Linked DNA regions of Mus musculus: region 1 is linked to region 2. A link is a contact called in public HiChIP or PLAC-seq data. All regions are on one chromosome and are shown on one strand. The core of a region is the stretch at or near the end of the contact, and the rest is flanking DNA. Distances in the headings are between cores, read along the strand shown.

The links. HiChIP or PLAC-seq counts read pairs in DNA pulled down with a chosen protein or histone mark.
Region 1: an H3K27ac HiChIP or PLAC-seq map of SST interneurons shows a contact between it and region 2, with 5 times the contacts expected there. The contact joins two enhancer-like sites. A contact is called at or near these places in 2 of 15 datasets of contacts at CTCF or cohesin (large pre-B cells and pro-B cells), 10 of 484 Hi-C or Micro-C datasets (bone marrow-derived macrophages, cerebellar granule neurons, cerebellum and 7 more) and 4 of 115 datasets of contacts at active chromatin or transcription factors (SST interneurons, astrocytes, bone marrow-derived macrophages and 1 more).

Annotation. Positions count from the first base shown.
Region 1 is chr15:73,019,942-73,024,054 of GRCm38.p6, forward strand. All of the region lies in intron 6 of Trappc9 (trafficking protein particle complex 9), which reads right to left. Among named protein-coding and RNA genes, the nearest start is that of Trappc9, 39 kb to the right of the region's middle. RefSeq lists an enhancer at 478-3,378. Within about 2 kb of position 1,555, at least 59 of the 459 cell types and tissues checked have an H3K27ac peak or open chromatin away from gene starts, as enhancers often do. A contact at or near this core is called in SST interneurons, where this site is marked.
Region 2 is chr15:72,679,206-72,682,924 of GRCm38.p6, forward strand. The region is part of intron 20 of Trappc9 (trafficking protein particle complex 9); the gene reads right to left. Among named protein-coding and RNA genes, the nearest start is that of Peg13, 130 kb to the right of the region's middle. Within about 2 kb of position 2,311, at least 6 of the 459 cell types and tissues checked have an H3K27ac peak or open chromatin away from gene starts, as enhancers often do. A contact at or near this core is called in SST interneurons, where this site is marked.

The sequences.
Region 1 (4,113 bases), core at 305-2,804, 340 kb after region 2:
ATTAATAAGTGTCTCTTCTCTGACAAGCACTGTGCCTGCACAGAGAGATGAATAAGCCCCCATCCCTTCTCCAGAGTCTGCGTGTATTACCAGACTCGCCTACTGAAAACACAGTTTTAACATTCACCTCAGCTGTAACCTCCTAAGGTAAATACCCTGGAACCTCCAAAAGCAGTGTGCCTGCGGTTCTCTCTGTGTCTGCAGTGCGCCTGCGCTACTCTCCGTGCCTGCATCTGTTTACATTCTGCCTTGTTCTAAAGAAGAATGTAAAATCAATTTTTTAAACACACACAATTTAAGAGCAGTAACAGCCAAAATATAAAAAAAAAAAATCAAGGTGAAAAAAATGAGATTATAGTTAAATAAAACCAGAGGAAGGTTCGATCAGAAAAATGCCTGCCAGGAAGTGGGTGTAATTATTAAGGTATCTGTAGACTTGATGCTAAGGTTCCTAACTGCTAAAGCGGAGAGGGAAAGCCAAGATTCCCCAAGCCCATGAGACCAAAGTGACTTGCAAGTCTCCAAAGAGGAATTCCCAAGTATCCCTCTCACCCCTCCTTAAAAATTACAGCTGCCTGCAGGGCACTGAGGTCTGGCTTCTTTTATCACCTTTTCTGGTTAGAGTGGAGATTTGAAACTCAGCTCAATGGGCAGTGCCTTTCCAAGTTGGGAGGGGGAGGGGAGGGGGTAGAGCAGAGCTGGCCCCCAAGGGGTCTCTGCAGACCCCTGGCTCTGGAATGACTGAGCCCCCCTCACTGTCCTCACAGACTTCCACTCTCCTGGACTCTTAGTCAAGCCACACACCAGAATCCTGTTAGACCAGAAATTTCTCAGTTCTCTCTCTCTCTCCTCTCAATTCCAGAAAGGAATCTAGCAGGTGACCTTCCTTCTCCACCCCCCCCCATTCAATGGTTTCCTTGTAAGAGCTGTGGATCCCCCCACGGTTCCCCCACAGTTCCCCCACGGACTGACTGGCCCTGGAAGCCATTGGCCAGTTGGCCAGCTTTGACCTGTCACAGCATTACCTCAGCCCCTTCCCCAGATGACACCCTTCCCCACTCTCCCACCCTTCTGACTCTGAGCTCAACCTGACAGGAGCACTAGGGATGCAGTCACTCTGGTGCCTACCAGGCTCTTGCAGGGTTTCCTTAGCAACAGCTTCATTAAGGAAACCCATCAAAAAAGAAATCCGAGGAGGAGGAGGCTGTTCTTGCATCTGAACAGAGTAGCCTGCATAAAATCTGAATGGCTTTGCAAAGAAAATTAACCAAAGACAAAGAGGTTGAAAGTCCCCTCTAAAGTCTCATAAAGGAGAATGTTTTAAAGGGCACCAATTGTTCTGGAACTTAGAGATGTGAGGAGGCGGAGGACGGGGCCACGCTGCGACCCTCAGAAGCTGGTCTAGTTTTCCAGACACTTCCTCAGTAGCACTTTCTCGTAAGGTCACCTGCCATTTTCTGTTGAAAACAAAAATGTATTCAGTCCCTCAGGCAGCCTAGGGTGGGGGAGGGGAGCTGCCACCGGGTTGGGCTTTTGGAATCACACAAGCGAGGGAGCGAGGGGGACTGAAAGAACAATGGGAGACTTTGTGAGCTGAGCTGGGTCTCACCCCTCAGTTTCCCTGTCTTTAAAACTGGCTGCAAGTGGTGAGGAAAGGAACTGACGAGACCTTTCTCAGGGTCTGCTCAGCACCAGATGGAGCCGCCACAAGCCCCACCAGCCAGCTACAGGGGAGACAGTCATCGCAGCCTGTGCATCTTTCTTTGTTGCACCTTGCTCTACATTGCAACAGTGCTTATGCTCCTGGGATGAAGGCCTCCCGAGCTGCTCCTCCGCAGAAGGTATCCAATGGGAGCGTGGTCTTTGTTTCTGTAGATCTGACTCACTTGGGAATTGTTTGCCTCCATGTCTTTTGTTTATCAGCCGGTTTCCCCTCCTCAGCGCCGGCCAGTGTGGACCATGACTGTCTGCAGCTCACTGGACTTCAGGAGCAGGCTAGCAGGCAGGCAGACAGAAACACTTTGCCTAGAGTCACTCCTGCCCATCCCAGAGGCAAGGGAAGGGAAGGGAAGGAACACAAAGGGTGCATGAACACGTGTCCCAGGGACCCCTCACCTCTAAGCCACCATCTTCTTTGGTGCCTGAATCATTGTTCCTTTTCCTAACCTCCCTCTGCAGATAGGGGTGGCTACATTTAGACCACAGAATCTCAAGGAACAGATTCCTACTTCAAGAAGTCTGTGAATGGATGCCAGTGAGGTTTGCAGCCTCCTTGCCACCCTGCTGTTCCCAGACGGTGTGCAGCGGCACTAAGTAAAGGAGAGAGGTGGCTGCTTGCTCTCCACAGAAGACAAGCTGAGAGGGTGCTGCATGGCTCCTCTATTCACAAACAGGGGAAAATGATGACTCAAGTCCCAGCCCCTCTGTTCTCATATGAACCTTGTCATTTGCCTGTGAAACCCTCATGACCATTGCACAGATCTGTACACAGCCAGCTATTTGTTGCCATTTGGGAGTGCCAGATAATTACCAGAAATCACTCGCCTAAACCAGCCAACACACGCAGGTCACCCTGTGCCTGCACAGGGAAGAGGGACTCTGCATCTATTTTGCAGAGCACCGATAAAGACAGTTTTATCCTCCAGTTCTGAGGTTTTGGATTTTTGAGACAGAGTTTCTCTGTGTAATATCCCTGACTGTCCTGGACTCCCTTTGTAGACCAGGCTGGCCTGAAACTCAAGAAATCTGCCTGCCTCTGCCTCCTGAGTGCTGGGATTCAAAGTGTGTGGCACCACCAGCTCATGCAGGGATTCTGAAAGACAGATGGAACTTGCACTAGTCACATCTCCATTCCTTCCCAAATGTCCGCCATTTGCCGCCGAAGTCCTTCGTTACCATCAGCTCCACAATGGATCACACTTGATTAAGAACCAAAAGCTTGTTCTATTTCAGAAAAACTCCAGGCCCTTCTCTTTACTGTGATTATAAAATCCCACCAGAACTCATTATTTTGCTGCCTTGTCAACTAGCAGACAAACATCAGGATGAGACAAGGACCGCAAAGTGCCTTCCTCCTCCGGCAGAATTCAAAGGCTGGTAACCGCCCTGTGCCGCAGGCAGGGCCACAATTGCCACAGAGCATTGCTGCCCTCTAGTGTTTGCCTGACGCCGAGCAAGATGATAGCAGAGCTGATCCAAACTACAGGGCCCCACTGTGAATAGATAGCAGGTTGCAGTAAGTCCAGATCTCCTCCCTTTAATCTGCAAAGCGGACTTCAGTAACTGCAGAGAGTGAGGGCCCACAGGTCTGTAGAAGAGGAGCAGGGCTGGGAAGCCTGGCAGCCACCCACTACTCTAGCACCAGCTAAGCCCAACAGACTCCACTCCCCAGACCTTTCCGGTCTGCTTGGAGCCTCTTCTGTGTTCAAAGCTGTCTCCTGAACCGCCTGGGCCTGATAACAGCAGTAGCCCACTGCAGAGCTGTGGAAGGACACAGGACCATCTAACCTAAATCCAGCCTCCCAGCTACAAATAATTCAAGGCTTCCCTGGACCTTTCCAGTCTACCTGAGAGGCCTAGCACTCTTCACTCAGAAGCATGGATTACAATTAAGGTGCCACCCTCTTGCCCTTGAAGTACCCTTGCCCTGTGTATTGCCCTCACTGACCTTTGGCAAACCTACACCAGCATGACCCCTGCTGTCTCTCCATGCTCCAGGCCAGTGAGGCCCTAGCAGCCCACCTCAGACACTCAGGTGGTCTTTTTCCCTCATCATGGGTCCTTGCCCTGTGAAGCAAGCCCTTCGATGCCCAGGGTCTCAGTCAGTGCACATTTCACTAAGTTTGTGTATGCCTGGCATGGGGCATCCCTCCCTCCAGTCCTCTACAAGGACTATAGCCTTAGCATCCCTAAAAAACACAGCTTCAGGGCAGGCGAGATGGCTCAACAGCTAAAGGTGCTTGTCACTAGCCTAACTAAGCTCAATTCTTGGGACCCATAACGGGGAGGAGAGAACAGACTATCCAAGACACACACACACACACACACACACACACACACGGCTTGGCCCATTGTTGAACCCTGGATAGAACCAAGTCAAACAGTTAACTTCAG
Region 2 (3,719 bases), core at 1,061-3,560:
ATCTGAAGTGAGAGTAGCTCACCTGGTCCACAGACCTGTAGGCAGTGGGATAGCAAGGAGCCAGTGTGGCCTGTACAATGCAAGACACATGATCAAGAAGGTCCTGTTTGCTGGAAAGTAAGTATTGGCCAATGGGAAGGGTCTTGCTCTTAGATAAGTATGCCATTGACTTACACATGGCCTGGCCTGCCTGCTCTGGACAAAGGTAGCTCACATCAACAGAGAACCACCTTGATGTTAGCTCCTTGCTGTGTGTAAGGCAACAGGAGACATATGAATGCCAGCATCCCAGGATGCTACAGGCTCCAGTGGATCAGCAGCAAGGACAGGAGTTCTGCCTGGCTTTGAGTCATGTGAGACTCAGAAACAAAGAAACCCACAGAGACCTGGGTTTGATTTCTATCCGTGCTAATGAGCACCAAAGCAGACCGGCGGAGTCAGTTCCCTTGAGCTCTCTGTGACTAGGTGGCAGCGGGAGAAACTCAATGAGGGGCAGCCAGAAAAGCTATCATCGCAATTAAATGTGTCCGCATAGGATCTGACAGAGGGCTTGAGGAGTTTGTTCTGCATAGACTGGGAGGGACAGCTCTGTATGTTCTGGTCTGCGGGAACATAGCCTTTCACCCCAGGAAGGGATTATATCCTCATTCATTCATTCATTCATTCATAAGTGATATATGCTGAAGGCTTATTGTTCTCATTCATTCAACAGCATGCATGCAGTTCCCATCCTCTGCTGTGAATTCATGGACTGTAAAAACGACACGGGCAACAGTAAGAGCCAGTGGGTGGGAGCAGGAATGGAAAGAAATGAAGAAAGGAGGTGTTGACCAAGTCAGAAATGCTGTAGTCCCTATCCAACATTCTCTGTGTGAACATAACCATGCAAGAATACTGAGCTAAAAGTGAGCTGGAGGGTGGAATGGCAACGAGACCCGGCTTTCGTGAAGCAGGGCTGGGAAACTGAGAATTATACCAGAGATCACAAAAACTAAGGAAGTGCCCAGCACTCCTGGGTCCCAGATTCTATATGCTACTGGCTGTACTGGCTGGTTTTGTGTGCCAACTTGACACAAGCCAGAGTCATCAGAGAAGAAACAACCTCAGTTGAGAAATGCCTCCGTGAGATCCAGCTGTAAGGCATTTTCTCAATTAGAGATCTTAGTGATCAATGCAGGAGAGCCCAGTCCATGGTGAGTGGTGCCATTCCTGGGCTGGTAGTCTTGAGTTCTATAAGAAAGCAGACCTAGCAAGCCAGAGGAAGCAAACCAGTAAGCAGCCCCTCTCCATGGACTCTGCATGAGCTCCTGCCTCCAGGTTCTTGCTCTGTGTGAGTTCCTGTCCTGACTTCCTTTGGTGATGAACAGTGATGTGGAAGTATAAGTCAAATAAACCCTTTCCTCCTCTACTTGCTTTTTGGTCGTGGTGTTTCACTGCAGCAGCAGCGATCCTAAGACAGTGATTGAATGCAGATTAAATACATGTGGAGGGAGAGAAGAATCATTTGGACACAGAAAGCCCCAGAGCCACCTTCAGGTGCTCTGTTCCGAAGGAGGCCTGTGAGTTCTGTTGGTGTCCACGGGGTCCATGGTCATCCCCGGTAGACTGATGCCTCATTTTCAATATGTTGACTGGGGATCCAGCTCTAGCTCTGCCTACTTTTGCTGCTTCCAGAACATTTTGTGCCAGCTTCCAGGCTAGCACACAACAGGATGTGGTCAAACAACTTGAGGACCAGCCTGGGTCTCCTACCCTTCAGCAGAAAGAAGATGTCTCCTAGGCAGGGATGGGTTTCCAGCACACACGGAAGCACCTACTATAGAACATGGCCAGTAGGTTTTGATTGAAAGACTGGATAAATCCATCAGCCCATACAACCCTGATCTGTATCTCCATGACCTGAGGCATAACTGGCCCCTGAGTGTATTATTATTTGTCGGAAGGAACAGTAGTGACGACCTTGGGGACCTGTGCAGGTCTTAAGAAATGCATGTGACAAAGAGCTAGAGACCTGAACTGTTCTCTGCAAATGTGAGGGAGTCACATGTTCTTAGAGGCAAGGCAGGGCAGTGAGTGTCTCTCAGTGAAGTCCCCAGGATTTGCCACTACCTAAATTGGCACTATCTATTCCTGCTCCTGGTTTGCTGCCCTCAGGGTAGAGCTAAGAGCTCAGCACACATGTGTATCTGCATGAAGGCTGTCTGAATCCAGAGAACTGGAAATACCCACTTCACAATGCAATGCATCCCTGATCTGTATTCACTGCAGGCCCAGAGAGACAGCACAGACCAATCACTGCAGAATCTCAGAAGACACAGAATTCTACAGAGAAAAGAATCAGTGGAGGGAGGAGGTAGTGGGTGGCACAGCGGTGGGACATTCCAATCAGTGCAGCAAACAGCTTAGCCCATTAGTCACCACCACTGGGTATCTATGGAAATGCTTAGAAGATGGTCTTCAGAATAGACACTCAGACGGCACACTGTTTTCTACAAGGGGATGGTGGGCCCATCCCTCCTCCCCCTCTTTCCTTCAAAAGGACCAGATTAGTCTGTATATGCAAACAGACAGACAGACAGACACACACACACACACACACACAGAGAGAGAGAGAGAGAGAGAGAGAGAGAGAGAGAGAGAGAGAGAGAGAGAGATATTGATTGATTAGTTAGTTCTAAGGACACTAACAGACTAAGACAGAAAGCATCTTGGGAAGAAGAACCTCATCCAGGATGCAGTGCCCTGTTGTGAGTCTGGCCCAGCCTGTGGCCTGGCTTTCCCTTAGCCTTACTTTGCTGATGGAGCACTGCAGCCCAGGTCCACAGCTAGCAGATGCCAGGATGTAGACAAATAGTCACATCTGCATTCCATCTCCCTTCCTCTACAGCCAAGACAGGAATAGCACGTCCATGTCTCCTTGCTTGGGCGACTCAGGTGGCCTCTCTCCTCTGGGATGACAGTACTCCTTCCACACAGAGGAGTTGGTCCCTTGGCATTACAGATGAGGAAACTGAGGCACAGAGAACCTGACCAATCGCCTAATCCATGGATAACTAACCACTGGGGAAACAACAGAGCAAGGATGAAAACCCTTATCTCCTGGCTCTGTGGTGACAACACGCCTGCCTGTGCCTGACACTGTTGTCACCAGCATAGACAGACTTTGATGGCTTGACTTTGCTCTCTGCCAAGACCCTCTAAAGCACCAGCAACTTCTGGAAATCCACATCAAACCTGTAGCCCTCTGAAACAGAAAAGGCTCAGGGTAAAAACTGGGGCATATAAAATCTATTGTGGAAAAAAACCTACAAAACAAAGCAAAACAAAACAAAAAACCCAACATTTCAAGAGATCTCCATGTTCACCAACAGAACAAGTATTAAATCATCTTCTCTCCATTTGATGAATGGTTTGGCCTTTAACAATATGTGTAAGGCTTGTTTATAATGTGGGAACTGTTTATGTTTTTGTCAAGCTTGAAAAAGGATAAGAAGGTACAATAATGGCATAGTCATTTATATAAACAAAATTAAAACCAGGGAATCACAAAATGTCTTGGAAATGTACAAAACTAAAATAGAGGTTGTTTAGGGATAGGAGAGGACTCATTTCTCTTCACCTAACTTTCTTAAATTTCTTCTCTCTCTCTCTCTCTCTCTCTCTCTCTCTCTCTCTCTCTCTCTGCCTCTGTCTCTCTCTCTCCTTCCTTCTTTCCTTCC